Linked DNA regions of Sus scrofa: all the other regions are linked to region 2. The links are chromatin contacts, called in public Hi-C, HiChIP or PLAC-seq and promoter capture Hi-C maps. All regions are on one chromosome and are shown on one strand. The core of a region is the stretch at or near the end of the contact, and the rest is flanking DNA. Distances in the headings are between cores, read along the strand shown. Region 1 holds the start of RAB20 (ras-related protein Rab-20). Region 2 overlaps COL4A1 (collagen alpha-1(IV) chain). Region 3 holds the start of NAXD (NAD(P)HX dehydratase). Region 4 holds the start of CARS2 (probable cysteine--tRNA ligase, mitochondrial).

The links. Promoter capture Hi-C pulls out the DNA fragments that hold promoters and counts their contacts. Hi-C and Micro-C count contacts between places; a contact is called where the count stands out from the background. HiChIP or PLAC-seq counts read pairs in DNA pulled down with a chosen protein or histone mark.
Region 1: a Hi-C map of liver shows a contact between it and region 2, with 5 times the contacts expected there. The contact joins the promoter of RAB20 here to the enhancer-like site in region 2. A contact is called at or near these places in 1 of 5 promoter capture datasets (liver), 11 of 47 Hi-C or Micro-C datasets (embryonic fibroblasts, fetal heart ventricle, fetal liver and 7 more) and 2 of 2 datasets of contacts at active chromatin or transcription factors (alveolar macrophages and skeletal muscle).
Region 3: a promoter capture Hi-C map of liver shows a contact between it and region 2, with 6 times the contacts expected there. The contact joins the promoter of NAXD here to the enhancer-like site in region 2. A contact is called at or near these places in 1 of 5 promoter capture datasets (liver), 15 of 47 Hi-C or Micro-C datasets (brain, embryonic fibroblasts, epiblast stem cells and 11 more) and 2 of 2 datasets of contacts at active chromatin or transcription factors (alveolar macrophages and skeletal muscle).
Region 4: an H3K27ac HiChIP or PLAC-seq map of skeletal muscle shows a contact between it and region 2, with 3 times the contacts expected there. The contact joins the promoter of CARS2 here to the enhancer-like site in region 2. A contact is called at or near these places in 2 of 5 promoter capture datasets (fetal liver and liver), 12 of 47 Hi-C or Micro-C datasets (embryonic fibroblasts, fetal heart ventricle, fetal liver and 8 more) and 2 of 2 datasets of contacts at active chromatin or transcription factors (alveolar macrophages and skeletal muscle).

Annotation. Positions count from the first base shown.
Region 1 is chr11:77,185,925-77,193,539 of Sscrofa11.1, reverse strand. It overlaps RAB20 (ras-related protein Rab-20), which reads left to right and starts at 4,647. Exons shown (of 2, transcript XM_003482931.4): 1 at 4,647-5,112. The coding sequence starts at 4,941.
Region 2 is chr11:76,915,008-76,921,811 of Sscrofa11.1, reverse strand. COL4A1 (collagen alpha-1(IV) chain) reads left to right here. Exons shown (of 54, transcript XM_021065910.1): 3 at 4,157-4,246; 4 at 4,351-4,395; 5 at 5,441-5,485; 6 at 5,592-5,654; 7 at 6,141-6,194; 8 at 6,608-6,634. Among named protein-coding and RNA genes, the nearest start is that of COL4A2, 78 kb to the left of the region's middle. Within about 2 kb of position 2,126, at least 19 of the 83 cell types and tissues checked have an H3K27ac peak or open chromatin away from gene starts, as enhancers often do. A contact at or near this core is called in fetal skeletal muscle, liver and skeletal muscle, where this site is marked.
Region 3 is chr11:77,207,690-77,214,634 of Sscrofa11.1, reverse strand. NAXD (NAD(P)HX dehydratase) reads right to left here and starts at 4,403. Exons shown (of 10, transcript NM_001243422.1): 1 at 4,346-4,403. The coding sequence starts at 4,391.
Region 4 is chr11:77,265,446-77,272,355 of Sscrofa11.1, reverse strand. It overlaps CARS2 (probable cysteine--tRNA ligase, mitochondrial), which reads left to right and starts at 2,420. Exons shown (of 15, transcript XM_021065916.1): 1 at 2,420-2,728. ING1 (inhibitor of growth protein 1) reads right to left here and starts at 2,084. Exons shown (of 2, transcript XM_021065917.1): 1 at 1,751-2,084. The coding sequence starts at 1,949.

The DNA of each region.
Region 1 (7,615 bases), core at 3,398-5,897, 270 kb before region 2:
ATCAAGGCAGACCTTGGGAGGCAGCGGCCGTGGCGTTGGGAAGGTGGAAAGGCCACGGGGGCAGATTTTCACCAAGAAGGAATCAGGGAACAGTGTCAAAGGCCACGAACGTGTAGGAAGACCGAGTGGCTAGACTGGTCACTGGTGACGAGGTGACAGCATTTTCCAGGAGTGTGGCGGGGGGGTGCAGGCTCCCTGGAGGAGGAGGCGAGGCGTGTGATGGGTCGGGAGGACTCTGCCTGCCTGGGCAGCATCTCCGAGGATGGAGCTGGGGATCGGCTGGATGAGAAAACAGGAATGTAAAGGTGGGAGGTGGAGTATCTCCAAGTGGGCGTATCCATGGAGACAGAAAGCGATGCTTTTCCGGGGACTAACCCCTCTGGTCCTCTCCTTCTGCGTCCGGGGCTGCAGTGCGGACAGACTGAGAGGTGATAATGGAGGGTCAGCACAACCTATGGATTTTTGTCTCTTTATGGACGTTCCCAGCTCCGGTCGAATTGGAGCTGCAGCTGCCGGCCTGCACCACGGCCACGGCAACGCCAGATCCGAGCCGCGTCTGTGACCTCCACCACAGCTCATGGCAACGCCAGATCCTTAACCCACTGAGGGGGGCCAGGGATCGGACCCTCATCCTCGTGGAGACTTGTCAGCTTCGTTACTGCTAAGTCACCACGGGGACTCCAGATCAGCACAATTTAGAAAAGACTTTCACATAGAGTGTTTTAAAAACTTTCAAAATTAGATCAATTACTGAAAAATCGAAAGCGACGGATCGAGAGTTCCTTGTTCTCTCTGGATGGGGAAGTTTACGTGGTTTCGCAAGAGGAAGTGGAGCTGTTAGACCCAGTATTAGATGAGAGGGAAGGAGGAAGGCAGGTTGATCACCAGGCCTGAGGCGGTGTGAGAGGGGCCGTCGGTGGGCCCTGCTTTGAACAGAGGTGGGGGGCCTGGCTGTGGATCCAAGACTGACGGCGGCGGCTGGGGGGCGGGGGGGAGTCTCTGGTGAGATCAGCCCAGGTGTTAGCCCGGAGCAGGGGTGTCAGTCAGGCTCGAGCCACTCTGACTCAACGGGGGGGCTTGAAAAACTGCATGGTGGGCCCACCCTGAGTTTGTTCGTTCTGCAGCTGCATCTGTGGCATATCAGCCACAGCAACCCTGGATCCAAGTTGCATCTGAGAACTATGCTGCAGCTTGTGGCAACACCAGATCCTTAACCCACTGAGTGAGTGAGGCCAGGGATTGAAACCGCATCCTCACAGACACTGTTAGGGTCTTAACCTGCTGAACCACAATGGGAACTCCCCACCCAGTGATTCAGACTCAGTGGCTGTAGGTGGGGTCAGGGAGTGCCTGTGCCCAGGTGCCCAGGGCTTTGGGACCCTGAGCCCAGCCTGAGCAACGCCCTCCTTATAACCAGGTTCTAAGACCTGACTAGGACAGTGGGGGACTGGCCAGACGCTAAGGAGCCCAGGCTTAGAGGAAAGCAGAAGAGCGGCCTCCTTCCAGGAGCGCCCAGGTGAGACCACTGGTTCCCAGAGAAAAGGGCTTCTCTACTGTCAGCAGAGACGTGCAGTGGGGCCCACGGGGGCTGCCGAGCTCGGGACACCCCATACTCACACCTGCACACTCACGCCTGCCCTCACACCCACTCACCTCCCAGTCACCAATGTCCCCAGGGCCACATCAGCACAGCAGGTGGGGTCAGGACAGATCTCCTCCGTTCAGAAGCCTCGGGCACGCTGCCACCTCTTTCAGATGCAAGACGCAGCCCTTGTCATGACCCCAGGCCCTGAGGACCTTCTCTGGCCACCTGCCCCCCGTCCTCGTGGGCCTGGTGGCCAGCTCCCCTGCGCTGTGCTCCAGCCGCTCCGGCCCCCTGGCTTCTGCCTCAGGGCCTTTGCACTCACTGCTCTCCGTACCTGAACCCTTCTTCCTCCAGGTAGGGGCATGTTTAACTCTTGATCTCATTCCAGGGCTCCAGAAACTTCATCTTCACAGACATCTTGCTGAAAATCCAACCCTGCAGACATCCCCAGGCCTCGATCTCTGTCTACCTCTTCTGCTCCGATTTTCTCCATCAAGTATTTAATCACCATCTAGGATACTACATGTTTTGCTTTTTTTTTTTCTTTTTAGCGCTGCACCTGCGGCATATGGCAGTTCCCAGGCTAGGGGTCAAATCAGAACTACAGCTGCTGGTCTATGCCACAGCCACAGCTACGCCAGATCCAAGATGTGTCTGTGACTTACACTGCAGCGTGTGGCCATGCCGGATCCTTGAACCCACTGAGTGGACCAGGGATCAAACCTGCATCATCCAGGATTCTAGTCAGATTCTTAACCCGATAAGCCACAGTGGGAACTCCTTGCTTGTCTCTTTTGTTGGCTGTCTTTCTCACTGCTCTAGTCCTAGGTCAGGGCTTGGAGCTTAGCGCCTCAATTCCTATCTGCTAAGCGAATACCTGTAGAGAGGCAGAGCTTGTTGCTTGTTTGTTTAAGAAAAGAGGAGAGTAGTTTAAAAGGTACAATTGTTTCACATCAAAGTACCTATAAACTGACAGGCCACTTTGCAAAATCCGACAGAAGCAACCACATTTTCCTATTTCTTATTCATTTATTTTTAAAATCTTTTTAGGGATGCACTTGCGGCATATGGAGATGCCCAGACTGGGGACAGAATTGGAGCTGTAGCTGCCAGCCTACATCATAGCCATAGCAACTCAGGAGTGGAGACTCATCTGTGACCTACGCCACAGCTCGTGGCCATGCCAGATCCTTTGAGCCACTAAACGAGGCCAGGGCTCGAACCCGCATCCTCATGTATACTAGTCAGGTTCCTGACTGCTGGGCCACAACGGGGAATTCCAGCTGGCATCGTTTTAAAAAGGAACTACATGATTTTCTTGGCTTTGGGCACTTCTTGTCTAAGCAATTGGAAAAAGGATTACCCTGTTAGGCCAGTGGTTTAAATGCAGGCAGAATAAACATTGAACTTGGCACATGAGTGGATAGTTTAAACAGACTTTCAACCTTTTAACTTCTTCTTCAGTCCTGCTTCCTGAAGAGGACTGAGACAACTAGCAGTCTTTTAAGGCATTTTTTTAGGACTGGTTGGAATTTGATATGGGGACATTCTCCTGGTTAAATTTAGTTTTCCAAAGTGCTGGACAATTAAGCAAAAAAAATTTTAAATGAACTTGCTCAGTGAATTCTACATGCCAGGCACTGGGCTATGTGCTGGCACTGTCCTTGCCCCTGAAATCCTGATGAGAAGCCACCAGTGTTTTGAGTGGAGGCAACATTCAGCTAATGAACACTTTTGTCTACACACAAAACACATCCTGATTGAGCTGGGGCTGTGTTTCAGTTCAGCACTTGAGAGATGCCCGAGAAAGGAAGCAACTGACCTGCCTTTGTGGGATCATCCCCCTGTTTACTGAGTGAGGGAGCTCCCCAGAAAGGTGGGCAGAGACCCAGGGTTGGTTAAAACACACTCCCTGTCCGCAGGGAAATTTGAACGACCCAGGAGGGAGGTGCGGAGCCCGCTGAGACCGGGATGGTGAATTCAGCCACCATGTTCTGGCTCAAATCTTTCTTGAGCAGCTGTTTTGTGCGAGACGACCCCCACCAGGCAGAGTGGTGAGCAGAAGACAAAAGTCCCTTCCTCATGGAGCTTAGTTTCCAGAGTGGGAGATGCACAGAGATGAAACAGTGCGGTTTTATTCGAGAGCCCTGAGAAATGAAGCAGGATAGGGCCGAGACGGAAAGGCGTGGGAAGGGTGGTGCTTGTGCTGCGGGACGGAGGCAGGAACCGTGGGCAGAGTTCCGCCTCGTGGCGTGGGCGTAGGCCACAGGGAACAGGGAAGGCCTCGAAGCAGAGAAAGCCCCGAATATTCAAGGTCGGCCCTCCTCGGCTGAGACGCCCTCATGCCTCCCCCGCTCAGGGCGCCCCACTCCCCTTCCGCCCGGAACCCCAGGACACCGCTCGGCTTCAGCAAACACCGCCTCCCGGTGTCCAGACTAGGGCATCGCCCTTGTCCCAAATAAATGCCAACTCCCACACGCCGAGAACGTTAAGAAGCATTTCGAGGTTCACTCCATCAGCAAAAGGAGGAAAGATGTCTTTGGCAGTCATTGCAACTGCCCACGTCGACTTTCCCCTCCAAAGTTTTGAGTGGCGACGGCTGTTCACGTCTCAGAAAAGAGCTTCTTGCCCAAGTGAACAAAACAAAACGACGCTAGCAAGCCCCGCTCCTTCCTAGTCCTTGACAGTCGGAGGGTGGTGTCCCACATTCGCTCCCTTCTGGAAAACTCCGCGCGTCCGGCCCAGAGGGAAGCCTGGGGCGGGGGAGGGAGCTGGAGGCCCATCCCCGCCGGGACTCTCGGCTCCAAGGTCAGCAGGCCCGGGCCGCGTCCCTGCGAGGCGTCCAGCCGGGGCCCGCCTCCCGGGACTCCGTCTCCATCTTCGCTCGAGCCCCCGGGAGCCGGGGCTCCCACCTGTCCGAATCTGCCCAAGGTTTCCAGGCAGAAAGCACCTTCCGACCAAAGGGCCAAGTCCACGGGGGCGGGGCGCGGGCGGGCCCGGGCCTCGGGAGGCTGGGTGGGCGGGGTTTGGGGGCGGGGCTTGGAGGCGGGGCGGGGCTTGGAGGCGGGGCGGGGCGGGGCCCGGGCGCCCCCGACCTGGTGCTGACCGCCGCGGTCTGGACACCTTGAGTGGGCGTCGGGCTGGGTCCCCGGCTCCTTCCCAGCGCGGACACGCGCTTCCTCTTCCGCGTTCCCAGGCGTCCAGACCGGAGGGTCGCCACGAGTTCGGGGTCCCCGCGAGTCCTAGTCTCCGCGAGTTCCGAGTTTGAGCCTTCTCGGGGAGCCTGGCTGCTCCTGCCGCGCCCCGGGCACAGGGGGCAGAGGGCACGGGAAAAGGGGGGGGCTCCTGCGGGAAAATGAGAAAGCCAGACGGGAAGATCGTGCTTTTGGGGGACATGAACGTGGGCAAGACGTCGCTGCTGCAGAGGTACATGGAGCGGCGCTTCCCGGACACAGTCAGCACGGTGGGCGGCGCCTTCTACCTGAAGCAGTGGCGTTCCTACAACATCTCCATCTGGGACACTGCAGGTGAGGGGCGAGGGGCTTCCAGCTGAGCGAAGCGGCTGTCAGGGCCAAGGTCGGGAACGGCCCGGGGTCTCCTGGGGGCGGGGTCTCCCAGAGCCAGGCCCTCCTGGGGCGGGGTGCCCGAGGGCCAAGTTCCCCTCAGGGCAGGTGTCCCCTGTCCCACACAGGGGTCCTGCTCTTGCTCTGCAGGTGACTGAGTCTTGGGGATCAGGCCCCTCGTCACAGTGTGGGGCCCCCCTTGGCCCCTTTCTACTCCTACTTCCCTTTGCTCTTTGGAAAACCAGCCGTTTAGCTACTGGGTACATCTTAGTGACAATCCAGGAAAGCACCCCTGGCTCCAAAGAGAACCTGCTGGTGACTTGTGTTCCCCGAGGGGCATCTGGCTCCAGAGCACCCCTGCCCAGACAGCTAGTGGTAACCCGAGGCATTTAAGTCCTTCCACCAACAGGAGCTCAGCTGCTGTCCACAACCACCTTGAGGGGTGAGCAGTGCTGATATAATTACATCTCCTTCCAAAAGAGAAAACAGGAGTTCCTGTTGTGGCTCAGGGGGTCAAGAACCAGACTAGTGTCCATGAGGACGCAGGTTTGATCCCTGCCCTCGCTCAGTGGGTTAAGGATCTGGTGTTGCCGCAAGCTGCTGCGTAGGTCTCGGATGTGGCTCCAATCTGGTGTGGCTGCAGCGTAGGCCGGCCCTGCAGCTCCGATTCAACCCCCAGCGTGGGAACTTCCACATGCCCCAGTGTGGCCCTTAAAAAAAAAAAAAAAAAGGACGAAAGGAAAAGAAAGCGGAAGCTCCCAACATTCCCTGAGGGCTTAGGCAGGAAAATAGGAAGCAGAACTGAGGTCTCTTCCCTCAATGCCAAGTTTATCTGCATTTCCCACTTATCATTGGCTTGATCTAGGCTCATGGACGTTATGGGGTTTTTGAAGTGATTTTCTGTAGAAGCATTTTTTTTTTTTTTTTTTTTTTTTTTGTCTTTTTGTTGTTGTTGTTGCTATTTCTTGGGCCGCTCCCGCGGCATATGGAGGTTCCCAGGCTAGGGGTTGAATCGGAGCTGTAGCCACCGGCCTACGCCAGAGCCACAGCAACGCGGGATCCGAGCCGCGTCTGCAACCTACACCACAGCTCACGGCAACGCCGGATCGTTAACCCACTGAGCAAGGGCAGGGACCGAACCCGCAACCCCATGGTTCCTAGTCGGATTCGTTAACCACTGCGCCACGACGGGAACTCCTGTAGAAGCATTTTTAAGGCAGGTAATTGTGTGGTATATTTGTGCTTTTTCAAAAGCACAGTTTACTGGAGGATCTTGCTTCAAGCTTACAGTTTAACTCTACAAAATTACACTGACATGAGGTGTTACAATAGAATATATTTCCTTCCCCACGAAAGGAATAAGATACCACGAGTAAAGAAACTGTAAATAGTATGGCCTGTTCTCAATGAACTTGACTTTCTGGAAGCCCGAAACTTTAAGGTCTGACTTTTTAAATGTCTGCACTTTAAGAAGTAAGATGTATGCCAGAAGATCCTGTCCAGAGTTTTCAAACTGCCGACTCGGGCGCACAGTCTGCTGAATAAACAAGATGTAACTCATCCTGTGTTTAAAACTGAATTAATGACGGCCACTGTCAGAGGCCCGCCCCGCCCGTTGCTGTCTTTTCTGTCTGCGCTGGTGAACGTCCTGACTAATTAATTTGCAATCACACTGTGAAAACAGCATCTCCCGGGTGCAGATGTACCTCCCCTGCTCCGTTCTCCGCCTCCGGGCTGCAGAGGGAGGTTCCTGCGAGGTCCCTTGCTTAAGCTGACTCTCCCGTGCTAAGGGTTTGGTGATGATGGAACGAGGGCTTTAGAAACCAGATCAAGTTAACACGACCCAGACTTTGCCTGTTTTTACGAGGCTGGTCCTTAGGCTTCTTTGGATGAACGGTTGGACCTCACTGCTGTCCTTGGTTACAAGACAGGAATTCAGGGTTGGCGCTGGGGACCCAAACTCAGAGCCTCGAGGCGGTGCTGCTGGAGGCTGACTGTTACCACATGGTGTGGCGTTTTGGGAACAGGGTGTCCCAGCAAGCGTCTTGGCATCTGAGGTGTGAAGGAGCAGTGTCATTTCGGCCAGCCACTTTGCTCTTCCGTGACAAGGACGTGATGTAGCCCAGATCTTGACCCCTGAGGATTGGGCAGTATGGCAGATGTGATGCCCTGGCTCCTAGGGGCAGCGACTCGTTTCCTGGCTGCCGAGACTGCTGCCTTCTCGCCGGAACCCGTATGTGAGCTCAGCCGGCCCCTGGGGCAGTGGGTGCTCTGGGCCTGTCTCCACACTTGCTACCCTCCTGTGTACACTCGCTCAGGGTGACCTCGGCTCAGAGTCAACAGGGACCTAGTCCACCTTGGTGCCAGGCTCCCTCGGCAGCCTGGGGGGAAAAGGCAGGTGTGAATCTTTTCTTGGAGGTAATTCTTCTTTTCCCCCCGTTTTGGCCGCCCCTCGGCATTTGGAGCT
Region 2 (6,804 bases), core at 877-3,376:
TGCTGGCTGTGCTCTCCTCTCTAATGGGCAAGCCTCGGGCCTGGGGACAGGTGGTCCTGCCTGTCACAGTCGGGCCCCGTCCAGGGGGAGCCCAGGGCCTGGGCGGTGTTTTCCTTTGGACCTCAGCCCACTGTCAACATCCGTTATCGTAGTGTCTTAATTGATTTTATTTATTTATGTTTGCTATTTAGGGCCACACGTGTGGCATATGGAAGTTCCCGGGCTAGGGGTTAAATTGTAGCTGTAGCTGCCGGCCCTTGCACCACAGCCACAGCAACAACACAGAATCCGAGCTGCCTACACCACAGCTCACGGCAGCGCGGGGTCCTTGACCCACTGAGCGCATTCTCATGGATACCAGTCGGGGTTCATTACTGCTGAGCCACAGCGGGAACTCCATGATTTTAAATTTGAAAAATTAATTCAAAGTTTGACTAAAAGAGACAGTAAGATTTTGAAGCCTGCTGATGCTGGATCCGTGATAATTCAGGGTTTGTTGCTGGTAACGGTGTCTCCTCTGCCATCCTTAGAACCGTTTCACACACTCAGCCTCGCGACCCTGGGGACTCTGTTTGGATTTGGATTCTTGACGAAGCTTCAAAGGGGACCAGGGTTGGTGTTCGGGTTCCATCTGAACTTGTTTAAGCACGGATTTTAAGAGGAGGGGAAATAATTAGATAGTATAAAAAGCCTTTTATTCCCATCTTTTATGGGTTTTTAAAAAAGATTTGTCCTTCTCTACGTAATACATGATGTAAAAATTTTATGTTGCTGCATGCATGGAACTCTCTTTCCTGCCTAATTTAGAGTGGCTAATTTTGATGCCCAGATTTTTCACCATGGCTGCGTTCTTTCATCTTTATAGCATTTTTTTTCTCCTCCAATTCTGACTTTCATCCTTGGAAGATGCAGTGATAATCATTCCATTGTTGGGACATAAGTTTTTTTTTTTTTTTTTTTTTTTTTTTAATTAGTACAGCACACAGCACTGACCTTCTGGAATAAAACTAGTCAATGTGGTTGCATCAAAACACGTTTGTGGAAGCCCTTCTCACTCCCCACTTGAAATTCTCGCTGCGGTGACGACAGTGGTCATGGGCTTTGCTCTGGCCACCACGTCCCCGTGGACCTCTTGCCTCCAGGATCTCATGGCAAAGAGGTGTCGAAAGGGTCCTGTTTCTCAGTTGTTTTAACTGCACGCTCTGCCTCGAACCCCAGCAACCCCGGCGCACGAGCAGTCACGACTGTAGCATCGCTCTTGCAGCTGCAGAGTCTGGCTTAGAAAGACCTGGTGGGAGAACCTTCACACAACCTGCCCAGCTCTTTGCTTTCCCTCTGCCCGTCGTGGAGATTTGCTGCAAGGCTGCGGCATCACTTGGCCTGTGTTTGCCAGCTAATTGTATTGCTGTTTGAATGCTTATCCTGTCTGTGTGCCCTGCCCTGCTGCCCAGAAGAGCCCTGGACGGGGTCCAGGGTATGAGACTAATCGTGTGTACTTTTGTCTGAACAAAAGATGAGGAAAGTTAAAAAAATATGTGTGAGGCGGCCAGATCCATGTCCATAGAGGAGTCACTTCCTCTAGCTCCTTAATTTCAAAACTCCTGGGATACGGGGCTTGCTCAAGTGTTCCGCTGACATTCGGGGAGGAATGTGTCCTCGCGGTGAGAGCTCCCACTGGGAATTCAGAGTTCTGCGTCTGTTCCCAGGAGCACACAGGGGTCACCCAGTGACATGCGACGCGTCAGTAAAGCCTTGGAGTCCTCATTTCCCTATCTGTGAAATGGACATAAAAGGGGCTAATGCGATGCTGGTGAATTACTGAAAATTCGCTGGGAACCAGCTTGCTCTAGTGACCTAGAAAAAAACACCAGCTCTGGGGGAAGCTGGCCTCCTTTCTATTTCTGGCTTTCATGCTGACTCAGTGAGAAACTTGGAGGAATCAGCTCATCTGGCTCTGGGTCTCCATGCATTCCACGATTAAAAAGAGACTTAGAAAATCTTTATCTGCCCCGACTCTCGGGACGATACCGGAGGCTTTTCTGCTGACGTGCCTTTCACGCGTCCTCCCATCTCGCGTCGGGTTATCCGAGGATACGCGATTCAGGGCTCACTTCTTTTTCAGCCAGCTGTGTGCCGTTCAGCTCTGGTCTATTTTGGGTAGAACCTTCCCACGTCCGAGTAAGGGAGGCGGTGCGTGTGATGCCCGTGAGAAGCCATCTCCAGCGCCAGGAGTTTGTGCAGTTCTGTCTGTTGTGATTTTAGGTGAAGGGACAGTGTATTGAGGAGCTTTGCATTGGTCGCGTCTTGGTCTGAGGATGTCTTCCTTTCCCAGCCCTGTCGCAGGCCTCGGGGAGAAGGAGCCCGCGTTCGGTGTCAAGTCCTGGGCCGGGCTCTGGGGACGCGAGCATCTGTTCTTCCTGGTTGATCCCTGGATGCAGCTGGTCCAAGGAGCTGTGCCAAAGGGCCGCGCCTAGTTTTCTTTCTTTCTTTTTTTTTGTCTTTGTGGGGCCACCCCCATGGCATATGGAGGTTCCCAGGCTAGGGGTCGAGTCAGAGCTGTAGCCGCCAGCCTACACCACAGCCACAGCAACGAGGGATCAGGGCCGCATCTGTGGTCTACACCACAGCTCACGGCAACGCCGGATGCTTAACCCACTGAGTGAGGCTAGGGATCCTAGTCGGGTTCGTTTCCACTGCGCCACGACGGGAACTCCTTAGTTTTCTTTACTCCGTTTAGGACGCGATGGTAGCCTCTAGGGTTTGGCTTAATCCGCTCCCATTTATTCACACGCTGCTTCCAGCCTCCTGACTTCCGCTTCCAGCAAAATGCCCAATCTGGGGAGGCGAAGTGGCTGGAGATCAAGTTCAGAAGCCCATTTTCTCATCAGAGCAAATGCAGCAGGGAGTTCCCATTGTGGCTCAGTGGTAATGACTTTGACTAGGATCCATGAGGACGCAGGGTCGATCTCTGGCTTTGCTCGGTGGGTTAAGGATCCGGCGTTGCTGTGGCTGTGGTATAGGCTGGCCACTACAGCTCCAATTTGACCCCTAGCCTGGGAACATTCATATGCTGAGTGTTTAGTCCTAAAAAGCAAAAAGCCAAAAGGGGAAAAAAAAAAAGGCAGCAGGTGCTGAATTCACCAGCAAGCACCAGGACTGGCTGAGGGGTTTGGGTTTGGAGAAAAGGACAACTCTGGGAGTTTCTCTCCCACATCCTTGCATTTATGCCACGTTTCAAAGCTTTAAGCAACTTTTGGTGATGTGCTGTTTGCGGCGTAAATGTTTGTGTTATGTGATGTGTAGCTTGTTGGTTTCTCTTTGCTTTGAACGAACGTGGTTGTGAGCAAAGTGTTGGACACTGGAGACCCCTGCCTGTGGCTTCCACAATGCCTGCTGCTCTTTAATCAGCTGAGGTTGGGAACTCCCCGGTGGCACAGCAGGTTAAGGACCCAGTGTTGTCACTGCTGTGGCTCAGGTTCCATCCCTGGTCCGGGAACATCTCCTAAGGGCCAGCTCAGGGCCTGGAGTCCCCCCATCTTTCCGAATTACCGCCACCTGTGTGGTCCCCGAATAACATTCACTATTTTAAAAAGAAACTTTATTTCTTTTTGCTCCACAAGGGCAGAGACCTTTGCAACCCCCACGCCCACAATAAACTCCCACACGTTTTAGAGAAGCTCGTGAAAGCCTTTCAGGCTCTGGATGGAACAGGGAGTCTCAGCATCTCGGGGTGAAGCTCCCACCAAGGGCTCTGCCCACAATCCTGCTAATGGGAGGCCTGAATGACATCTGCTCACAGTCTCAGCCCCGCGTCTGCTGATGGCGAGAAGATTCCACTCATCAAATGAGGCCACGAGCAATTTGGTGAAGAAAATCCTCACCAGTCTGTCGTCGTACTCACCCAAGGACCCACTTAGCGTTTAGAAAGCGGTGTGTAGGAAGTGTCACGCTGGGGACACGCAGGGGCACTCCTGCCCTTGGAGAAGCTTAAGAAATGGCAGGAAAATGTCTCCCGAGACAGGGAAGCGTTGGCGGCGTCTTCTCCAGATGCTCGCGGCAGGCTGGGTGCTGGGCGATGCTCCGAGAGGCTGACTTCTAGTCTTCTCCTCCGTTTCTTTCCTGTCCTTGGTCTGACGTCCTCCTTCCTCATCCGCAGGGAGAAAGAGGCCTCCCAGGATTACAAGGTGTCATCGGGTTTCCGGGAATGCAGGGACCTGAGGGCCCCCAGGGACCCGCAGGACAGAAGGTGAGCTGGCCGTCCTGGGTGTGGTGGGGGGGCGCGGGGGGCTGTGAGATGGTCTGTGTTGTTGCTCTGATGGGTGGTCACCGTGGCATCTCTGTGTGTTCCAGGGTGACACTGGAGAACCAGGACTGCCAGGCACTAAAGGGACAAGAGTGAGTACCAGGGTCATTAAAGCGCTTTCGACTGTGGGCGGGATGGGATCCAGCGATGCCTCTGGGGTCGGGCTCCTTATGCCTACCCTCCCGCCTGCAGACAGTCCTGGGGTGTCCCTCCCTCCTCCTCCTCTCTCTGTGCACCCCCCGCCCCCCACCTTTCTCCTTGGAGCTCAGACAGGAGCTCAGACAGCACGGGGGCGGGGCCCCAGGACCTGGGATGGGTGGAGCCTGTGCCCTTGACCTCCAGTCCTGGGCCCAGAGCTGCTCTCCTCCTCCCAGTCCTTTTCACAGCGTTTTCTCCATCTGTCCTTCCTCAAGGGTTTAATTGGGGCGGGGGGGGGGGGGAATGACGCGTACCTGTCGTCAGAGAGATGCCTTCACTTACCGTGAAAGGCGGTGAAGTTTTCAGAGCTAAACTTCCTCTTCCTTCTTCACACTCTGCTTTCTTTGCTGCTCCCATTCCTGGGAAACGCAAGCTTGGAGGTAGAAACATAGGAAGACCCGGTGAAATGTAAGCCTTCCAATTCTGTCACTGTTATCTCGTGGAAAGGGAAGCGTGCCCGAGAACCTGCATCCCTGGGCCCTTAGGGCAGGAGGCAGGGGTTCGTCGTGACGTGTGGGGTGGAGAAGATCTGAGCTACTTCATAATAACTTTGATTTTCTTCTCGCGGTGAATCGATTCATGCCATATACTCTTCTTGCCAACTGTTTGTGCATTTAACACAACTTTGTCTGTCCGTCTGTCTTTCTCCTAGAAATGACAAAAGATGGGAAGAGGGCAGAGTTATTTTGTGGGTGTGCAGCCTTGACTTTAGAAGTAACTGATCATCAGCCTTGATGTTGAGCTGCCTCTGAAACTCCAGGCCGCCTGCCTCCCTGGGCTGGGCCTTGAGAAGTCTTTCCCCGGGACGCTCTGCCCGCTTAGGGCAGATGTTCCAAGGCCCGCAGTTAGGGTCCAGCCCCCTCAGCCACGTGGGTACAGTGGGAGGAAGTGAGGTTTTCTCCTGCGCACAATGAAAACTTTTTCATTTCCACCCTACAGGGACCCCCAGGAGCATCTGGTTACCCTGGAAACCCAGGACTTCCTGTATGTATATGAGATGCACCTGCTTCCCTCCTAAGGCATTGGTTGCGAGTGGTGGCACCATCAGTGATTTTCTGACTTGGCTCTTTTTTCACTTTGTTACTTACAGGGTATTCCTGGCCAGGATGGGCCCCCGGGTCCCCCAGGCATCCCGGGATGCAACGGGACAAAGGTACATCTAGAACTGGGACCTTCCTCTTGGTGTCTCTGTACCTAGCTTTGCACATGGAGAGGTTGTCCTGTGAACAGAGTTTTATTGCCAGAGCTGGAAAGTGACTTGTCTCGCATCTTTCTGTATTTGGTGAGGAGACACAGTTTTCCCACAGTTCATGTTCAGGAAAGACACCATCATGCCTTTTCTCGTAGACTTTTATTCCAAAATTGCTTTAAACACTGAATTTCTCACCTACAGTCTCTTACTAAAGCAAATAAGAAAAATGCTAATATTAATTCTCTTCCCTATTCATTTTATTCTCAAATGTATTTCTTCCATCATGAGACAGGCTTGTGCCATACAGCTGGTAGCAATTTTTAGGAAAATAATTTTCACCAACAAAGGAAGCACCCCGAAGGGTAGGACAGGGTGATTGATGGTGTCTGAGTTGGCGTCCTGACACCTTGCCCGGCCTCGAGAGTGACTGTCTGCTGTCCCCCCCAGGGTGAGAGAGGACCAGTGGGACCTCCGGGTTTGCCTGGATTTGCCGGAAATCCTGTAAGTATCGTGTTGTTATGTCAGAAGTTTTTCTTTGGTGATAATTTCTCTCTTCTAATCCATTTCCTTGCCTTTTCTTTTCTTTTTCTTTTTCGGGCTGCACCTGCAGCATATGGAATTTCCCAGGCTAGGGGTTGAATCAGAGCTGTAGCGGCCAGCCTACACCACAGCCACAGCAACGGAGGATCCAAGCCATGTCTGCAACCTATACCAGAGCTTACAGCAACGCCGGATTCTTAACCCACTGAGTGGGGCCAGGGATCGAACCCACATTCTCACGGATACTAACTGAATTCGTTTCCGCTGAGCCGCAATGAGAACTCCTTTTTTTTCTTTTTCTTTTTTAAATGTCTATCTTAATCCTCACAATGTTTTGAGAAAAACAAAACTAATACCAACTCTTTCTTTTCTAGGGACCACCAGGGTTGCCAGGCATGAAGGTACGTTCTTTGATTTTACAGGAATCTGTTGGAAACAGAAGCCACACAACTAAATTCACTTTCAGTCACTTTGCCTGATTGATTGCCTGTTAACATACTCGTCTAACCTCTGCCACCTTAGAAGAGTCCCAAGTCCCACGCATAGCCCTGACTTCTAGAATCTAAAGTTT
Region 3 (6,945 bases), core at 3,154-5,653, 290 kb before region 2:
AAATAACGCGAATACATGTTGCATGTATAAGATTTTCTTTGAGGGAGTTCCCGTCGTGGCACAGTGGAAACGAATCTGACTAGGAACCATGAGGTTGCGGGTTCAATCCCTGGACTCGCTCAGTGGGTTAAGGATCTGGAGTTACCGTGAGCTATGGCGTAAGTTGCAGACATGGCTCGGATCTGGCGGTGCTGTGGCTCTGGTGACGGCCAGTGGCTACAGCTCTGATTCGACCCCTAGCTTGGGAACCTCCATATGCCGTGGGAGCGGCCCTAGAAAAGACAAAAAGACCAAAAAAAAAAGATTTATTTTGAGATGTAGCAGGTATCTTGGAAGCCTACTTAACTGTTCAGAAAGATTTTTGCTTTTGTTTTAATGGCCAGGTCCCAGGCCAGGGACTGGCTCTAAGCCACAGTGCGACCTATGACCTACGCTGCAGCTGCAGCAATGCCAGATCCTTTAACGCACTGCTGAGCCAGGGGGAGGACTGAGCCTTCGCCTTCGTGACCACCCAAGTCACTGCAGGCAGGTTCTGAACCCACTGCACCACAGCGGGAACTCTGCAAGTCTTTTTAACCGCACTGCTGCTTAGTGCACTGGACTGTCTATTCAAGTCAGACAGGTTCATGCTGTTCCCAATTTCGCTTGCTAGTCATGGTTCCAACACTCAATTAGACGCTAATCAACCTGGAAACGGCACTCTAAAGAACACATCTCGAAGTTCCCATCGTGTCAGCGGAAATGAATCTGACTGGTATCCAAGAGGACACGGGAACCATGAGGTTGCAGGTTTGATCCCTGGCCCTGCTCAGTGTGTTAAGGATCCAGTGTTGCCATGAGCTGGGGTGTAGGTCACAGACGCAGCTTGGATCTGGTGTGGCTGTGGTGTAGGCAGGTGGCTACAGCTCCAATTCGACCCCTAGCCTGGGAACCTTCGTATATCGAGGGTGCGCGCCCCCCCCCCACAAAAAAACCAGTTCTTACACTGGTTCAAAGTGATATTTTAAAAGAGTTTGATCACTGTGTCTATAAACAGCTAATTTTATTTTTTAAAAACAGCTAATTTTAATTGGCCTGTCTTGAAAAACTTTTTTTTTTTTTTTGCTTTTTAGGGCCATACCTGCAGCATATGGAAGTTTCCAGGCTAAGGGTCGAATCAGAGCTGAGCTGCCGGCCTACACCATGGCAACACAGGATCTGAGCCTCATCTATGACCTACACCACAGCTCAGGGCAATGCTGGTTCCTTAACCCGTTGAGTGAGGCCAGGGATCAAACCTGTGTCCTCATGAATACTAGTCGGGTTTGTTATTGCTGAGTCACAATGGGAACTCCTGGAAAACTTCCTGGGTTTTATGTTCTGCCATATTATTTAAAAGAACTCAGCTGTGAGAGAAATGCTATGTTCTGCAGACCCCAATGGATGAGTAGATAATAGATAAACTGTGTATTTTCTCCAGAATTAAAGGATCTTTGCCAATATGAACAATATTGTCACCAAAAAAAAGGCACCCAACATTTTTATCCTTCCGGTTACCCTAGCCTCTGGGAAAAACTAGGTGTGAGTCACGAGTTCAAGGGGAGACCAGAGGCTGCCTCGGCCCATGTGGTGAAACAGCTTTATCGCCGTAACACTCCCACGGTTCTACTCTTCACCCGACAGAATTACTCATGTAGTTTCCTTAACGAGTAGATGAAAAATGCCTCCTTAGCTGACAGATGAGAGGCTTAGACCCCAAGATGTAAAAGAATATTAACCACCACCCATCCAAGTACCACTCCCCTTTCTTCCAGATCAGAATAGGATGAAAACTTGAACAGAACTACTGTAACCCTTCGGCCACAAAAAGGCACAAGACTGGCTCAATGATCGGTCCAGCCGCTGACTGCTCTGCTCCAGCCCACGGTCCAACCCGACGGCCAGGCCACCTGGGCACATCTGAGCTAAAAAAGCAACCAGCTCTCAACTCAACCTCCGCAGGCCCACCTGCACCCCAACCAAATTCCCTGCCGCACCCTGTCTCTTCCTGGAAGAGCTGTGGGACAGGAAGCCCAGCTCTTACAGTCAGACTGCAGCCCACTGGCGAGCTGTGTGTGTGGGCATGAAGGTGTTTACCGTGAATCTGTTTCTAACTTGAACATACCCAGTAGAATAAGACTGGTCAATACAAGAATATCAGGAAATGGTCACTCCTTCAAATGCCCCGGAACAATAAAGACAGTTGCTTTTCAAAGTCTAGAAACTGTAAAGACAAAATCTAAACGTACCAGTCGCTCAAGGATCCTTCTGGGTCCCTACAATGTCTTGGGTTTATTAGGTACCATCGTGTTAATCTAAGCACCATCACACACAAGCATCCCTAAGACGACCCCCCTCTACCTGTGCCTCCTTACGAACCTGTGACTGGGTTAAGGGCTGGACTCTCGCCCTTAACCACTTCGAACAGAGTTTGGCACAGAATAAGCGGGTCTCAAAGGAAATGAATCTGACTGAGGACATGGGTTCAATCCCTAGCCTTGCTCAATGGGTTAAGGATCCAGTGCTGCAATAAACTGTGGTGTAGGTTGCAGATGCAGCTCAGATCTGCTGTGGCTGTGGTGCAGGCTGGCAGCTGCAGCCAATTAGACCCCTAGCCTGGGAAGCTCCATATGCCGGGGGTGCGGCCCTAAAAAGACACGCACACACAAAAAAGAAAAAGCCACTCAGGGAATGTCTGATAAATTAGTGGCTTCCTGGTTCACTCTCTTCATGGGCAGCTAGTTTAGCCTTTTACAGGCAGGAAACCGAGGCCCAGAGAGACAGACTGGTGAAGATGCCATGATTAGGGATGAATAAGCCAGGGCAGGAGACAACAATTCACCAAAACGCTGCCATTTTCAGGCAAAAAAAAAAAAATATATATATATATATTTTTTTTAAATCAAATATACCACCCACTAAAAGACAAGTGAAATCCTTCTCATATGCCTTCTGAAACCAATTTGGAATGTGGGGGAAAAAAACACTGCTGAGAAGCACAGCATTTTAAGCTTTAATTGGAATTGTACGAATGCAAGGTGCAATCCACACTGCTAGCCTGCATCCGGCCGGTAACATTCACCTGAGAACCCTTAGCGAAAGGGCCAAAGGCCAATTAAAAATTTTCCCTACACTCCACAGAGAACCAAGTTTCAGCTGGCTAACTGACACCATCTGGGCTTAACCACAGAAACAAATACTAAGTGTAAACATCAAAGTTCTGAAGGATAAAAAGGCCATGACAAGAGGCAACTTAAAATTTGTCCCATTAGGTAATGTCTTCACACAATTCTGAATCTGGAAGAACAGGGCAAACCTGTCTGGTTTTTGTTTGTTTTCAACAAGTGCAGCTGAGGGGCGTTAAACAGATTGCGTCACCGTGGGCTGTTTTCTAGAACCTCTCACACCTTTCGGTGATAACAAGGTTTCTGTGCCAAAGGTGCTTTCAATTCCTGGGAAGGGTAACTCCTTCGGAACAGGTTACAGCAATCTTTAAATTAACTGAGATGCCCTAAAGCTGGGACAGGAAAGTCCGTAATCTGGAGTTAGACTTGTTTTTCGGCCCAAGTTTAGCAAGCCAGTCTGGTAATGAAAGCTCCAGCGGACTCACAGAGACATCTTGCTAAATAATCACACGATGTGAATGTAAGGCAAACAGCCACCAATAAAATATCTCCAAACTGGTGCGACTGTGCTCAGTGCGGAAGCAGAGGGACCCCTCAATGCTCCTCAAACCCCCTGAAACTAACGACAGTGCCAAAGGACAAACCCCCAAAGCCCCCAACAGTTACCTGCCGCCTTGCCTCTGAGAAGGACCGCAGCAAAAGCGCATTTTACCATTTAGCTACCTTCTGGCTGGGACCCTGGCTCGGCGCCTGCCTGCGTTACACGGAGGGAAAGCAGCAGCCTCTCCCTTCCGTGGCGAGCAGCGAGCTAACAGCGCGCTGGCTACTTAGCGGCCTGAGAGGTCCGCGGTCTCACATCACAGGGCGAGGGAGAGGAAAGCCACCCTCCGGGCTCCACGTCGGGCGCGCTCGTCCCGTTTACGCCTCAATTCTTCCCCCACCGTCCGCCCTACTCAGCAGCCAAGGCCGAGACGGGGGCCTCGGGGTCCCTCGGTCAGCCCTGCACCTGCGGCTCCCGCGACCCCGGCCCCAGCGCGGCGCCTCCCGCCCGGACCAGCGGCCCCCCGCCGAGTACCTGCGTCCAGCGGCGGCCCGTAGAGCACGAGCGCGGCGGAGAGCACCGCGACCACGGCGGCGCCGGCGACCGCAGCCCCGGCCCCCGCCCGGGTGGCCATGCCCCGGAAGGCCCGAGTCGCGCTTACCTCGCCCGCAGCCGCGGACCGCCGCGCAGCCAGCCCCCACAGCCATCGGCGGACTTCCGGTCTCCCGGCAGCCCCCGCGCCCCACGGGCCCCACAGCCGTGGGCGGCTTCCGGTCTCCCGGCCGCCCCCGCGCCGCCGCCGGAAATGGGCTCCCAACTGGCCCCACCCCGGCCGGGCCTCTTCCGGTCCTGGACACGCCCCCGCGATTGTTTCCATTGACTTGGGTCTGAGCCCCGCTGCCGTCGTCTCCGTGCAAATCCACTCCTGACCGTTCTCTGTGGAGTGATTCCTACCCCGCCTCTCCCGCTCTCCTCCACTCCGCACACTGCTTTTTTCCCCGTTTCTTGGGATGGTATAAAATCATTTCTTTATTCTTGGCTGTCTTTTTGGTTTTGTTTTAAGATTATGTAGTTGATTTGCAGTGTGCGGATTTCTGCTGAACAGCCAAGTGGATTAGTCACATATATACACTCTTTTAAAATATCTTCCATCATGGTCTACCAGAAGACTGGATGTAGTTCCTTGTACTATGCAATAGGACCCTGTTTATCCATTTTAAAGGTAATAGGTTGGGGGAGTTCCTGTCGTGGCTCAGCGGAAATGAACCCTACTAGTGTCCATGAGGACACAGGTTCGACCCTTGGCCTCGCCCAGTGGGTTAAGGATCTCGCGTTGCCGTGAGTACTGCTGCCTCCTGGAGGTGTGGTGGGAAGAATTAAGAAGTTGGTTGGGTTCATTAGACTCCACATCTCAACCCCCTGATACTATGAGGATTTGTTTTCTAAAGCCCAAAGGACAGGGAGTGAAAGGTGACCAGCATGGAAGTGGACGCCCACCGAGTGTCCTTCCCCTTTCCCAACATCACCTGTGAAATAACACAGTCTTTCCCTCTCGTTGAGGTCTTGGGTGCCTTACTTTCCATTACCTTCCCTCAATTCGTAAGTTTTTTTTTTTTTTTTTTGGTCTTTTTGCTATTTCTTGGTCTTGGGCCGCTCCCACGGCATATGGAGGTTCCCAGGCTAGAGGTCCAATTGGAGCTGTAGCCCCTGGCCTACGCCAGAGCCACAGCAACGCAGGATCCGAGCCGCATCTGTGACCCACACCACAGCTCACGGCAACGCCAGATCGTTAACCCACTGAGCAAGGGCAGGGATCGAACCCGCAACCTCATGGTTCCTAGTCGGATTCGTTAACCACTGCGCCACGAGGGGAACTCCTCAATTCGTAAGTTTTAAACTGCATAGGGTTCTGAGTAGCACGATGAAATCTCACGCCATCCTGCTCCATCCTGCCCAGGATGAGAATCTTTCCTTTGTCCAGCGTGTGTGATCCTGTTGCACCACAGCAGGAACCTCAGCAAGTCTTTATTTTCAGACTTAAGAGAAAACCAGTCAGGCTTAAACAGATTTAGTTTTTCTGGGAGCTTATTTAAAATGCAGAAACTCAGAGTTCCCGTCGTGGCGCTGTGGTGTAGGTTGCAGACACTGCTCGGATCCCACGTTGCTGTAGCTCTGGCGTAGGCAGACGGCTACAGCTCCTATTAGACCCCTAGCCTGGGAACCTCCATATGCCGCGGGAGCGGCCCAAGAAAAGGCAAAAAGACAGAAAAATAAATAAATAAAATGCAGAAACTCAGAGGTGCCTATTGTCAGGCATGAAAATTGTCATCTCATCTCTGTGATTGCTATGATTAAAACCACAAATAAAATAATCAATTAAAATGTAGAGGCTGTTACTGATTGGCTTGGCTATCATGGAGAAGACTCTTTTTCCATCGGCTGTTGCTGCCTCAGCAGGAGGGTTGCAGTGGTGACTCTGGGCCAGGCCATTGGTGAAGGCTGACCTTTGTAATTTCACTACAACCCCTTCTCATCGGTCAGTTTGATGAGGCTAAGGAACAGAATCATTATCAAAGTCTCAAATGACGAAAGCTCTTCTTATACTTGTCACATTTACAGGGCCACTGTATTGAGTGTTCTTATTCCTTTTCTGCTACGTAAAACCCAAGAACGTGTTTCTCCATCCTTTCTCCCTACGTTTGCCAAATAACCCGCACCCGCCTGCCTCTGCGATCATGGAATTCACATTACTCATCCCTATTCAGGAAGTTCGGCTGAGCAGGATAAAATATCTAGTTGTGTGTGTGCACGTGAGTGCATGTACATTTGCACACTTATTTAGGTATCAACCACTAACAAATGAAGTGATAGACTTTTCTTGATAGCTCTAACTTCAGAGACTTTAGAAGGCCCACATTTTCCATAAAAACCTCTTATATAATTACAATATAAAGAAAAAAAAGTACCAGGAGTTCCCATCATGGGGGCTTAGTGGTTAACGAATCTGACTAGCATCCATGAGGACACAGGTTCAATCCCTGGCCCTGCTCAGTGGGTTAACAATCCTGCGTTGCTCTGGCAGTGGTGTAGGCCAGCAGCTGCAGCTCCGATTTGACCCCTAGCCTGGGAACCTCCATAGGCCACAAGTACAGCCCTAAAAAAAAAAATACTAGGTTGAATCTAGATATAAAATATCTAATTCCAGAGTTCCCGTCGTGGCTCAGCAGAAGTGAATCTGATTAGCATCCATAAGCACAAAGT
Region 4 (6,910 bases), core at 1,171-3,670, 350 kb before region 2:
CTCCCCTCCCCTTGACCACTGCACGCACAGAATAAAGCCCTGGCCCTCCGCAAACTACACCCGGCCGCGTCGCCCCCCGTACGTCGGCCCTCGCTCCGTGTCCAGCACCGCGGGAGGGCCGGGGGCTGGGTGGGGGCGACTGGGGCTGCACCACGCGGAGTACCGACCCCGGACTTTATGTAACACTCAGATTCGGGACTGAGTGAAGGTGGTTCCGGGGATGGCGAGCAGGGCCGGCGGACCCCTCGCCCGCATTGCCCTCCCAGCAGCCCTGCGCGCAGCACCGTCTCTGAGCCCCTAGCTAGCGACCGCTGCACATCCCTCCCTCGGCGCCTCAGCCGGCGCCCCCTGCGCCCCCTCCCCCGCAGCACCCCGCCTCGTCACTTCACTACAAAGAGCGCTTTGCTCGCGCAGCCTGGCATTGAGACCTCTCGTTCCTTCTTCCTCCTCCGTGTCCGGGCTTCGCGCACAAGGACCTTCGCAAATCAAAGACGCTCCAGACCTTTTGTTTCTGTCCGGCCAGGGCCCCGCCGCGGGATCGAGGCTCCCCAAGCGGGGATCAGGACGGCCCGCGGCCCCGCGGCGCGCCGCGACCGACGGGGATGGAGCAGCCGCCCCCGCCCATCCATCCCGCCGTACCTTGGTATTTCGCGTCGATCTCCCGCATCAGCGAGACGTTTCTCTGCAGATCGAAAGGCAGAGACTCGATGGAGTCCAGGTAGTCCTCCACATAGTTCACCAGGTGGATCTGCTCCCCGTTGGCAGGGCTCAACATGGTTCACCGAGGTCCCCGGCGACTCGGCGCGGCTTTCCGCTTCCTCCGGCCCCCGCCCCCTCGGAGCCCAGCGCTGCAAAATGCAAGGCTCCCGCCCGCCGGCGCCTCCCCTCCGGCCGGCCCCGCGCCGCTACATCTGCGAGCTGCACCGCCTGGGCCCGGGGACCGGCGCCTGGCGGGCCGGGCCGGAGCTCGGCGGCCTCGGGCGCGGGGCGGGCGCGGGCGGGCGTGCGGGCGCGCACCCCGGCGCAGGGGCCGGGGCCGGGGCCGAGCGAGCGCGGGAAGGGGCGCGCGCCGCCCGCCGCGCCGCACTTGTCCAACGTGGAAAACCCAAATACCAGTTTCAAACACTTGGGAAACATTCGGCCCCCTGCATCGCGCATGCGTCCTGGCCCCACCGCCCCCTCCCCCGTGGGCCCCGCCCCCGCCGCATTCACGCCCCTCACCGGCCCCGCCGCACGGGGGTGTGGCTTTGTCTGTCACTTTTGCCGGGGCAGGGGCCGCGGGGGCAAGGGGCAGCGGGCGAGCTGAAAACTTTAGTGGGAGTTTCGCACTTGCAGGCAAAGTGCGTTGGGCGGGGCTGCATGGCCGCTGGGTGTTGCGGGAGAGGCAGGTGGCATAGCCCAGAGCTCTCTGGAACCGACCCGGCCTCGGGACCATCACAATCCCGGGTCACCATCTCCTTCCCTTTGCTCAGTCCCACACTCCTGATCCCGCCTCGCAGCCGGGAAATAAGTACGGCCCGGAACAGACTGGCAACCTCGAGGGCCAATCCAGGTTCCGCCCTCACCCCGGCGGCCCAATCAGGAGAAAGAATAGGCGGGGCGATCACGGACACCTCCCCCTCGGCTCTTACTACTAGAAACCCGCGTCCCTCCGGGGGCGGAGGGACCAGGCTGGCCCGGCAAGACGGAAGTGGTTGCGCATGCGTACTTGTGTGGCCAAGAGGCCCATTTGCCCGCGCCGGAGACCTACCATTCGGCAGTCGGACCACCACTCCCGGCAGCCTCGGCGGCTCCCGCGCCTGCGCGGTCCTCACCGCCCGCCCTTTGTGTTGCCGGCCGGAGCCCAGCGCCGAGCGGCTTGGAGACAAAGGGACCCGAGAGGGGAGCGGTTCGCCAGGCCGGGTCCCCGTAGAGGGCAGGTGACCCCGACCCCTTCCCGCATGTGCCATGGAATCCTCTCTTAAAGTCCGCGCCCCCACTTCGAAAGACCACCCAAGCCGTGGTGGGGCAAGCGTCCGGGCGCCCGGGTCCCGGGGGCCTCTCCCTGTGCAGCCTTGGGCCCCCCTCCCCCTCCTCCCCGCCCTAAACGCCTGGATTTGGGCTTCCGAGGAGCCCCGTTGCCTAGACGACGGGGCCGCGCGAGGCCCGCCTCTTCCGGCCGAGGCCCCGCCTGTGGGCGTGGCCCCCTCCCCCGCTTTGTCCGCGGCGTGCGGGTCTGCGCCGCGCTTGGTGCTTTTCGGAGGACTCGTTTGGCCTCCTTTGTCCTGCCCTGTCCTTTGGCGGGTGTCGTGTCGCCAACTCTAACCCTGTCAGGTAGTTCGGCCTCGGCCCCTGACGTCCCTACCGCCTCTGTGCCTGGGCGGCGCTGCGTCTCTCGGACGGGTGGGTGGGCGGGTTCGCCTGGCTCCGGGTGCCCTGCTGCCCGTGGCCGCTCCCCCTGGGACTGAATCGATGCTCTGCGGTTCATCACGTTCTGGTGGAGTTCCCGAGTGTCCGGAGAACAGTGTCGTGACAACCAAGACCGCGGGAGAGTTTCTTAATTACTCAGTGTCATTCAGACCGAGCCAGTGTTTGTAAAATAGGTTTTGATCCGCAGTGCCCCTAGCAGCGATCTGCAGAGCAGTCCGCGATGTGGCTGTCAGTGCAGACTAAGTTGGGCTGGTCGTCTTTGGAAATGGGTTGGAACGCTGCTGCGGTGATAAACGACGAGTAGGAGTAAAACTTTGAGGTAAATGGGTTTGATCTTCATTCTACCCCTTCATCGCACCCTCACATCAGGAAACGTTCACTTCGATATTTGGGAAAGTGGTTATTTTACTTAGAGAGTCACACTTTTCCAGCTTGGGCCCAGTGTAAAGCAAATGATAGGTAAAGTTTCATTTATTGGCCACTAGCCTGCTTAAAAGGCTTTAATACTGTGACACTATGTGGCAACGAAGAGACTATATGGAATAGAGTAAACGTTGCATAGGAGAAACGCATATACGTAATTTTAAAGTACAGTAACAAGAAAGAGGTTCTTTTAATCCTTGCATTCACTGGCTCTAAAATGAGTAGTGTTTATCTGAATTTAAGAATAAAGGTGGGCGTTCCCGTCGTGGCGCAGTGGTTAACGAATCTGACTAGGAACCATGAGGTTGTGGGTTCGATCCCTGGCCTTGCTCAGTGGGTTAAGGATCCGCGTTGCTGTGAGCTGTGGTGTAGGTAGCAGACGTGGCTCAGATCCCACGTTGCTGTGGCTCTGGCGTAGGCCGGTGGCTACAGCTCCGATTCGACCCCTAGCCTGGGAACCTCCATATGCCGAGGGAGCGGCCCAAGACATGGCAAAAAGCCAAAAAACTAAAAATAAATTAAAAAAAAAAAATAAAGGTGGAGTTCTTGTCATGGTGCAGTGGAAACTAGTCCGATTAGGAACCATGAGGGTCCAGGTTTCATCCCTAGCCTCTCTCAGTGGGTTAAGGATTCGGTGTGACCCTGAGCTGTAGTGTAGGTTGCAGATGCAGCTCGGATCTGGTGTTGCTGTGACTCTGGTGTAGGCCAGCAGCTGTTAAAAAAAAAAAAAAAAGAAAGAAAAAAGGTGAGAAATAATTTACCCTTCCCAATGACCATCAAGCTGGAGTGTTTGTTGTTTTGTTTTGTTTTTTTGCTTTTTAGAGCTGCATCTGTGGCATATGAAGGTTCCCAGGCTAGAGGTTGAATCAGAGCTGTAGCTGCTGGCCTACACCACAGCCACAGCAACGCAGGATCCAAGCTGCGTCTGTGACCTACACCACAGGTCACAGCAACGCCAGATCCTTAACCCGCTGAGTGAGGCCAGGGATTGAATCTGCAACCTCATGGCTCCTAGTTGGCTTCGTTTCCGCTGCACAACGATGGGGAACTCCTGCTGTTGTTTTTTTCTTTTTTTTTAATGACTAGCTGTGGCATATGGAAGTTCCCAGACCAAGGGTCTGATTGGAGCTACAGCTACAGGCCTACACCACAGCCACAGCAACACCAGATCCCAGACCTGTCTCCGACCTACACCTCGGCTCAGGGCAACACCGGATCCTTAACCCGCTGAGCCAGGAAAGGAACCGAATCCTAGTTGTCCTGGATACTAGTTGGGTTGGTTACCGCTGAGCCAGGATGGGAAATCCCGGAGGTTTTTTTGTTTGTTTCTGCTTTTTTTTGGTCTTTTTAGGGCTGCACCCGTGGCATATGGAGGTTCCCAGGCTAGGGGTCTAATTGGAGCTACAGCTGCCGGCCTACACCACAGCCACAGCAAGGAGGGATCCAAGCCCTGTCTGTGAACTACAGCACAGCTCATGGCAATGCCAGATCCTTAATCCACTGAGGGAGGCCAGGGATCGAACCCAAAACCTCATGGTTCCTAGTCAGATTCGTTTCCACTGGGCCACGACGGGAACTCCAGGTTCTTTTTTGCCTTTTTTTTTAAATCAAGATGTCATGTCTTTTTTTTTTTTTTGGCTGCCCTGGAGGCACATGGAGATGTCATATCAATAATGATTCCTCTCATTTTTTCATGGACTTGACAGACGTGTGAAACACAACAGCTTTTTATTCATTCAACAAGAAGTATTTAGGATTGTCTACCATGTCTTTTATGCACTAGGAATGCAGTGGTGAATAATGGCTACAAGACATTTAATTTACCCCTTGGGCTAAAAAGTCAGAAAATATTTGATTAGCTTTACAAAGTTCTTAAAATGTATACCAATGACTTACTGTTTTCTGGACAAGGTTAGAGGACCAGTAGTAAAATATAGTTAATGGTGATCAGTCATTTAATTAAGTTAATTAATTTATTTTTTGGTCGCCCCTTGGCATATGGAGTCTTCAGGCCAGTGATCAGATCTGAGCCACTGTTGCTACCTAAGCCACAGCTGCGGCAACAGTGGATCCTTAACCCACCCTGTGGAGCAGGGGATTGAACCTGCATCTCAGCACTCCCAAGACTCGGGGGATCCCATTGGGCCACAGTGAGACCTCCTGATCGGGCATTTTAAATATGCCACTATGGAAAAGGGTATTTCTAGTTTTAATGGAGATGCTCAAACCTATGGGAATAAAAGAGATGAACATACAATTCTTTGTTTTGAAGTGCTTAAAATATAAATCCTAGTACATTTATCTCAAACCTGCAATGCCCTGAACAATATGCTACCCTACCTACTGTACTTTGGATTTACAAAATTTTGCTTTAAAAGAAAATGCCATGCTGAGAACTACGTTTTGTTGTTGTTGTCATTCAGGAGTAAGAAATGGCATTCATGATGGTATAGAACCTTAATAAACTTCCTTGTTCCGACTTCAAATTCCGAAGACTCTACTCTCTCTCTAGGTGTAGATGCTAATGCATCTTCCCAGTCACTTTCACTTTACCTTAATATTGGACCTGCAGGAGGAGTCCTGTTTTAGCCATCATTAAATAATGGATGTGTTGATCTTTGAAGATTCCCCCAAGACTTTAGAAAAGCTAAATTGCTGCAGACTAAGGACTGAGCCCCTTACAGGACCAGTTTTCACAGGACAGAAGATTCCATTGTTAGTTTAAAAATCATGATCTCTCAGGGCCAAGTAAAACATGCCAGCTATCCAGGTTGGTGTACAGGATTTGGTCTTCAGACTTACTAAAGCAGTTTCCAAAAACTTCAGGCTTTTTCCTTGAATTCCACAGATGGCAGTGAAGCCTTGGTTCATTTTCTTCTTTCACTGGCACGTCTAGTATCAGGATCAGAGCTTTCTCTATCAGACGCTTTACTGCCCAAATTCCCTTCTACCTGCACAACAGGTAGGTTTCATCCAAGATGAATTCAGCAACGCTTTCCTGAGTCTTTTTTTTTTAGGGCCGCCCTCACAGCATATGGAAGTTCCCAGGCTAGGGGTCCAATCTGAGCTGCGGCTGCTGGCCTGCACCACAGCCACAGCAACGCCGCATCCCAGCCGCTTCTGCGACCTACATCACAGCTCACAGCAACGGAGGATCCTTTAACTCACTGAGGCCAGGGATTGAACCCTCGTCCTCCTGGGCGCTAGGTTCCTTACCGCTGAGCCACAGGGGAACCCCCCCCCCTGAATTTGGTTGCTGGGTGCAGTAAGAGTCTCCAAAAGAATTTTCAATCTAAAGTACTCCTGGAGAGAAACATTCACACGTTGTAGGAGAAAGGAGAGAGAATTACAAAACAACGTCAAGGCAAGCATGCAGGCAGTGGGGAAGCGGTGGAGGAGCCCCAGCTTAGCACTGATGTGGAGGTCTCCTAATCCTAAAAATAGGTCCTAACATTTTAGCGTCAGGCATTAGCATCCAGTTTACATTAGACTACCGTTAAGCTTGAAATAGAACTGCAGAATTGGACTCCAGGGATCGTGGGGGAGAGGTTTTTGTAAGTGCTCCAGGAACATACTAGTTCGTCTCTTCTTAAGTACTTGCCTTTCTTTAGAGCTACCAAAACAAACCAAAAAAAGAAATGAGGAACTTCCTTGCGCTCTTGAGCGCTGCAAAGGCAAAGGGATCTTTTCTCTTTTCCACGCTGTTTTGCAAGATAGTAATAGGGACGTGTTTCTCGAGACAAAGCAACTTCTAAAAAGTCCCATCGAAGCCGCAATTCTGAATGGTTTTGTTCTCAACAGACCGACAGAAATTTTAACCTTAAAGTAAATCCCAAGCAGACATTTCCTACTATGCATGCTTGGTGGATGGGTGGCCTCCTAGCTTAGGTCTTTCTTCCCGAGACAGAAAGAGGGGGTCTGTTGTGTGTGTGCACCGTTGCGATGCAGGCGAGCCCCGCGAGCAGGCGAGGGCCCGCCGGGGGACCCGCTTCGAAACCAGGTTCGTGCCGGGTCAGCTCAGACGCCCCGCGCCACTTGCGCTGAGGCGTGGACGAGCGGAGCGCCTCTGCCCGCGGTC